2 separate regions of the Bombyx mori genome follow, and region 2 is linked to region 1. The links are chromatin contacts, called in public Hi-C maps. All regions are on one chromosome and are shown on one strand. Each heading gives the region's core, a stretch centred on a gene start, on an enhancer-like site or on the middle of the called end of the contact. The rest is flanking DNA. Distances are from core to core; before and after follow the strand shown.

Region 1 (2,700 bases), core at 80-2,579:
GATTATAGAAGTATAATAAATAGTCTCTGACAACCATAATAAATTTCAAACTTATAATTTCAATTAATTATAGTCGAATTTCGACTACTGCGGGACCAGTAGTTATTATAATTTTCTCACTTCCGATAACGCCCCTAACCATTATTCACTCTCACCACTACCAATATAACCGCTAAAGCGGTGACCCCGTGAGTGAGCACCTTGAAATTTTTAATTAAGGTTTTCATAAATTGAACCCTCAACAAGCCTCAACAATTATATTTTGTAATGTTCATAATGGAATAACAATAACTGGGAACAAATCTCGCACCGCCATCCGGCCCCATATTACGATTTCCAGGTTTATGGATACCAGTAACTGTATAACTATCTGTAGTACTTATCTGGTTGTTAACTGTTTTTTAATCTATCTATCTCTCTCCCCCTGTCTCTCTCTCTTCCCCTCTCTCTCTCTCTCTCTCCCCCTCTCTCTCTCTTCCCCTCTCTCTCTCTTCCCCTCTCTCTCTCTCTCTCTCTCCCTCTCTCTCTCTCTCTCTTCCCCTCTCTCTCTCTGTAAAGCTGGTAAGTATTCGAAACGTCCGAAATAACATAACAACAATAAAAAACGTGACTAAGCCATAAAAGTGTTTTCATTTTGTCTACGACTTGAAGCAATTTCTATGATCCAATTTAATTTACGATAAAATCAGATTTCTTTAAACGAATCATCTACAAAGATGGCCTCAAGAAGTCGTGACTCCATGAAAGCAGCCGCTTGGCATCGCAGGCGCTCGTGATTGATGACCTCTCTTCACTCACCAGGGTCTGACGTCTATAGCAATCAGAAATAATTAAAAATAAAAGAATCAATGCAAAAGCGATTATTGTCATTAAGAATAAACCCCACTTTATGCTATTAATCTCAAGGTTTATTTTAGCGTAACTCTTTAATGAATAACAATTATGTTTTCTTCATGTATTTATTGTAGAACACTACAGTTTGCGTATTTAACATGAAAACTAAATTATTCACTTTGATATTTATTAAAAGTCTTACATTATAATGTCTACATAATTAATATATACAAATTATTGTTTGCACTTCAGAAATTGTTGGACGCATCAACTCCTGTGACGTCAATGAATGACCGAATGAACGAACGAATGATTGAACAGAAATAAAATAAGTAGGAAACATACAATACATACTTTATTATTATTATTAATCTTACATAATTCGATACGCGATTTTAACGTGCAAGTCTATCTGTTGAACTGTAAGGGACAGATACGGAGGCCGAGCGCGTCCTTGCCGATCTCGGCGACCCCGCACACCGGGCACAGCTTCCCCTTGTGTTCAGGCATGAAGCTAGCCGCGCACAGCGAGCACTTTTCCTCCGGCTTGCCGCGGTAGATGGGCTTGTAGCTGATGCCGCAGACGCTGAATGGATTATGCTCGTCGTAGAGCAGCTGGTGCTCATCAGTCGGGGTCTTCTCGCAGGCCTGGAGGATCTTCCGCGCTTGCTGGGCGACCTCAGGCCGGGGTCCGAGCTCTAGGAGGCGCCTCGCGAACGAAGCGGCCGTGCGGTAGTTCTTCAGCTTGAAGAACATGTTGAGGGCCGTCCGCAGCGTGAGGATCTGGTGCACGGGCTGGAGCTTGCAGTGCGTGAAGTAGGCGGCCATCTCGCAGGTACGTTTCTGTTCGTCGACGGTGTTCTTCGGCATCGCTGCGTGTGACAAGTGCGGGACATTAAACTTAGGTACCTACTTATTGTCAAACCGTTTATTGTACACCCGTGCTTTGTCGTACAATAGTATGTGGAAAGCCAACAACAACAATATAACCAAGCTTCGAGTTAATTGCACGGTCTTTCTATATTCTAGACCAGCCTTTCCCAAAGTGGGCGATGACGCCCCCTTCTGGGCGCTGCAGGCCTAAAGGGGGGCGGTAAGAGACCCAGAAAAAAAATTGGGGCGTTGTGTAGAGGCTTGGGTGGCGATTTGTAATTTCATCGGTGAAAAAATGGGGGCGCTAAAAATGATTTTTCTCAAAGTGGGCAGTAGACAAAATATGTTTGGGAGCCCGTTCTAAACGAATCCATTTCACTAATTCAGTAAGTTTTTTTTTTACTTATCATCGTATTGCAGACATTGATTAAACTACGGACATGAGGTCGCAGTCACAGTTGTATCTCATTAGGGTTGTCACTCTCCGAACCGGAATTCATAACACGCCCTACCACTAGTAAAAAGGCTTTAACGATCGCAGTACACTGACACCATAGTCATATGATAGTCGTCTTTCGATGAGCTCGGGAAGAGATGTGCAAGCGTTACCTTTCCTGGCGGTCTCCATGGCGAGTCCCACGAGGTAGTCCCTGCAGACGGCCAATAACTGTTGGGCCTCGGACAGCTCGGCCTTGGAGTCCACCAGCAGCAGCGGCACGCGCTGCGCCACGCCCTGCAGCCGCTCTATGGCCTCGGGGAACCGGCCCGCCGTGGTCAACTGGTAGCTCTGCTGCAGCTGACTCACCAAGTCGCTTAGCTTCAACGCTGGAAACGAAAGTGTCGTCTGAATATACCGTCTTCTCACATTAAAACTGTACTTGTGGTTGCTCAGTAGTCGAAATTCGACTATAATTATCAATTTAAATTATAAGTTTGAACATTGTTATGGTTCTATTGTCATAGACTTTACTACTTTAAATCATAGATTTCGCC
Region 2 (2,700 bases), core at 6-2,505, 140 kb after region 1:
ATGTCTATGGGCTCCAGTAACCACCTAACACCAGGTGGGCTGTGAGCTCGTCCATCCATCTAAGCAATAAAAAAAAAACATAAACAAGTTTGACAAATTTAATAATTGCTCATTAGGCAACTAACTTCCTGAAAAGATTACGTTTTAAACGCAATCGAAAAAATATAGTATTAATCTATTGTTCTTACGTTACTTGAAATATAATGAAATATACATTAGATTGCTACATATTAGTTTACCACAGTAAAAACTTTCCGAAAATACAAAAAAAAAATCCTTACATACAAAACAACACGCTGTATATCCATACTAATGTTATAAATGGGAAAGTGTGTTTATTTGTCTAACTTTCACAACGTAACTAAGCAATTATTTTCTTAAATTTATGATTTTAAATTAGTCAGGTGTACTGCCTTATAATCTCGAAAAAAAAACACCTCATTTCCACGGGAAACGGACTTTCACGGTGAACACAAAACAACGGATTGACATTATTATTTTAAAGAGATAAGCTTAAGTCACTCACACAAACGTACTTACCTTTACTACTACTACCTTTTATCCCGGAAAAAACATTTCATTCCCACGGACCACTGAATTAACATTTTTCCTCCAATACACCTTCACCTTAGTGACAGTCATGTAAACAATAATCTAAATGAACCCCATTCCGTGCTCCAGGTGGATACTGCGCGGCTGCGGCGCTTTTTACATCAGACGAAGAGTTGACGGTTCCGAGCACAACGGCGACCCCGTCTATAAAGCAGCTTTAAGGTAACCGACTCGTTAATTCCTAGCCCCAGGGCGTAGTGAGGTCCATACGGGTCCATACAAATCATTTGATCTTTTGCAACAGTCATGCATTTCATTTTGATGAATGGGACATCCGCATGACAAATATACCTTATGCCTCAAAAAGATATGATAACGCGAATGCCCCAACATTTGAAACACGTGGTCTAAGTCTTAATTGTATAAGGCCTGAGCGTATAATTTATTTACGTTACAAATAGTGATAGTAAATTATCATTATCTCTGAGCTTCGTACCTACCTTACCTATAAGTCAAGTTATAATAAAACATGTAAGATTTAAACGAATCTACATATGTATGTACATTAGTACAACACTAGATACATATCGTGAATTAAATCAATTTCAGATCTTACATCATAAACAGTTTGGCGGCCAACAACAATCTGGAGTTCTTCATTGAAGGCGGCCGGACTAGGACCGGGAAGCCGCAGCCTCCCAAAGGTACACACTGCGCTACGGTACCAACGTACGGACGCGCGCTGTACTGGGCGGGGGGCGCAACTCGCCCCCCGCGGGGGGAGGGGCGACCACTACAACTTTAAATCTGGTGCCCTTTAACTGTGGGTAGCCCAGTCACCGTCCTAGCTGAACCCAAGGGCTCGACGAGTAATTTAACCCACAGACACAGCCCACTGAGTTTCTTGCCGGATCTTCTTCGCGTTTCCGATCCGGTGGTAGATTCTGCGAAGCACTACTCTTGCTAGGGCCAGTGTTAGCAACACTCCCGGTTTGAGCCCCGTGAGCTCACCTACACGCCAAGGAGAAGCTAAAATAGCCCCACAAGGCTATCAGCATAGGTAGGGAAATAAAATGTGGGTTATGTGCATCTCTTTCAATATCTATCGAGGTATCCAACTAAGGGCTCGTCTGAGAATGGACAGCCTTCTCTGAGTATCGTACGAGCTTACTGCCAACTGACGTGCACTGGTGGTACCGCCATCATGCCTAATTCTGCCGCAAAGTATCACGCCTTTGTTATGACACGGTCAATGGTTGCGTTTATTAAACTTGTAATAATTCCTATGACAGTGATAAAAAAATATCTTGAAATAGTTTAAAGTTTGTTTTGCACACTAATTTGAGTAATTTTGTTTATGCTCACGAGGAAATAGAGTGTGGAAATGGTATGTTTTTAAACCCTAGAATTTTTTGGCAAGTGCAATAAATTTTTGGGTACTAGCTTTGATTTGACTGAATCTCATCTCTATATCGAATATTAACCGATACATTTTCTTGCACTGATAAGATAATCAAAAAATAATTTGCTTAGTTAGTAGATTTGAGTTATAAAATATATCTTTCTTCTTCTATTAAAATATATATATCACATATACCTGGCTTAGATTTATCAGGAACGCCTTTGTAGATAGTCTCACTTTTGAAATTCTGTCTCTAAGTATTTTAAAGTCAAGACTTCATATAATCCGATAAATAAAAAATATTAATTAAGGCACCCTACATCCATTGTTATCTAACAAAAATTGTTTCTTCATTATTAATTCGTGCGTGTCAAGTCTGTCTGATAATAACGTAGTTTGTTAACTGTTAAGCTAATAAAATGCCATAATCTTTTCAGCTGGAATCCTGTCCGTGATAATGGATGCGTATTTGGATGGCACCATAGACGACGCCCTCCTAGTCCCGGTCACGTTGAACTACGACAAGTTGGTCGACGGTAACTTCGTGAGGGAACAACTCGGCATGCCCAAGCAGATGGAGACGTTCTGGTCGGCCCTCAGAGGGATCTGGAGGACAATGAACACTAATCACGGCTCTATAAGGGTCGATTTCAATCAACCCATCTCTTTGAAGGTAAGGCTCGGTCTATTTCTACAAACTTTACATATAATATTAATGTAAATTGCGAATCGTTTATATCAGTTTA

Evidence for each region. Hi-C and Micro-C count contacts between places; a contact is called where the count stands out from the background.
Region 2: a Hi-C map of posterior silk gland shows a contact between it and region 1, with 1.9 times the contacts expected there. The contact joins two enhancer-like sites. A contact is called at or near these places in 3 of 7 Hi-C or Micro-C datasets (posterior silk gland and whole pupa).

What each region holds. Positions count from the first base shown.
Region 1 is chr26:3,487,147-3,489,846 of ASM3026992v2, forward strand. It overlaps COPA (coatomer protein complex subunit alpha), which reads right to left. Exons shown (of 21, transcript NM_001172721.1): 20 at 2,317-2,532; 21 at 1,010-1,706. The coding sequence ends at 1,243. Among protein-coding and RNA genes, the nearest start is that of COPA, 24 kb to the right of the region's middle. Within about 2 kb of position 1,330, at least 5 of the 8 cell types and tissues checked have open chromatin away from gene starts, as enhancers often do.
Region 2 is chr26:3,625,451-3,628,150 of ASM3026992v2, forward strand. LOC101740254 (glycerol-3-phosphate acyltransferase 1, mitochondrial) reads left to right here. Exons shown (of 16, transcript XM_004932995.5): 7 at 682-774; 8 at 1,162-1,256; 9 at 2,392-2,627. Among protein-coding and RNA genes, the nearest start is that of LOC101738018, 19 kb to the right of the region's middle. Within about 2 kb of position 1,256, at least 5 of the 8 cell types and tissues checked have open chromatin away from gene starts, as enhancers often do.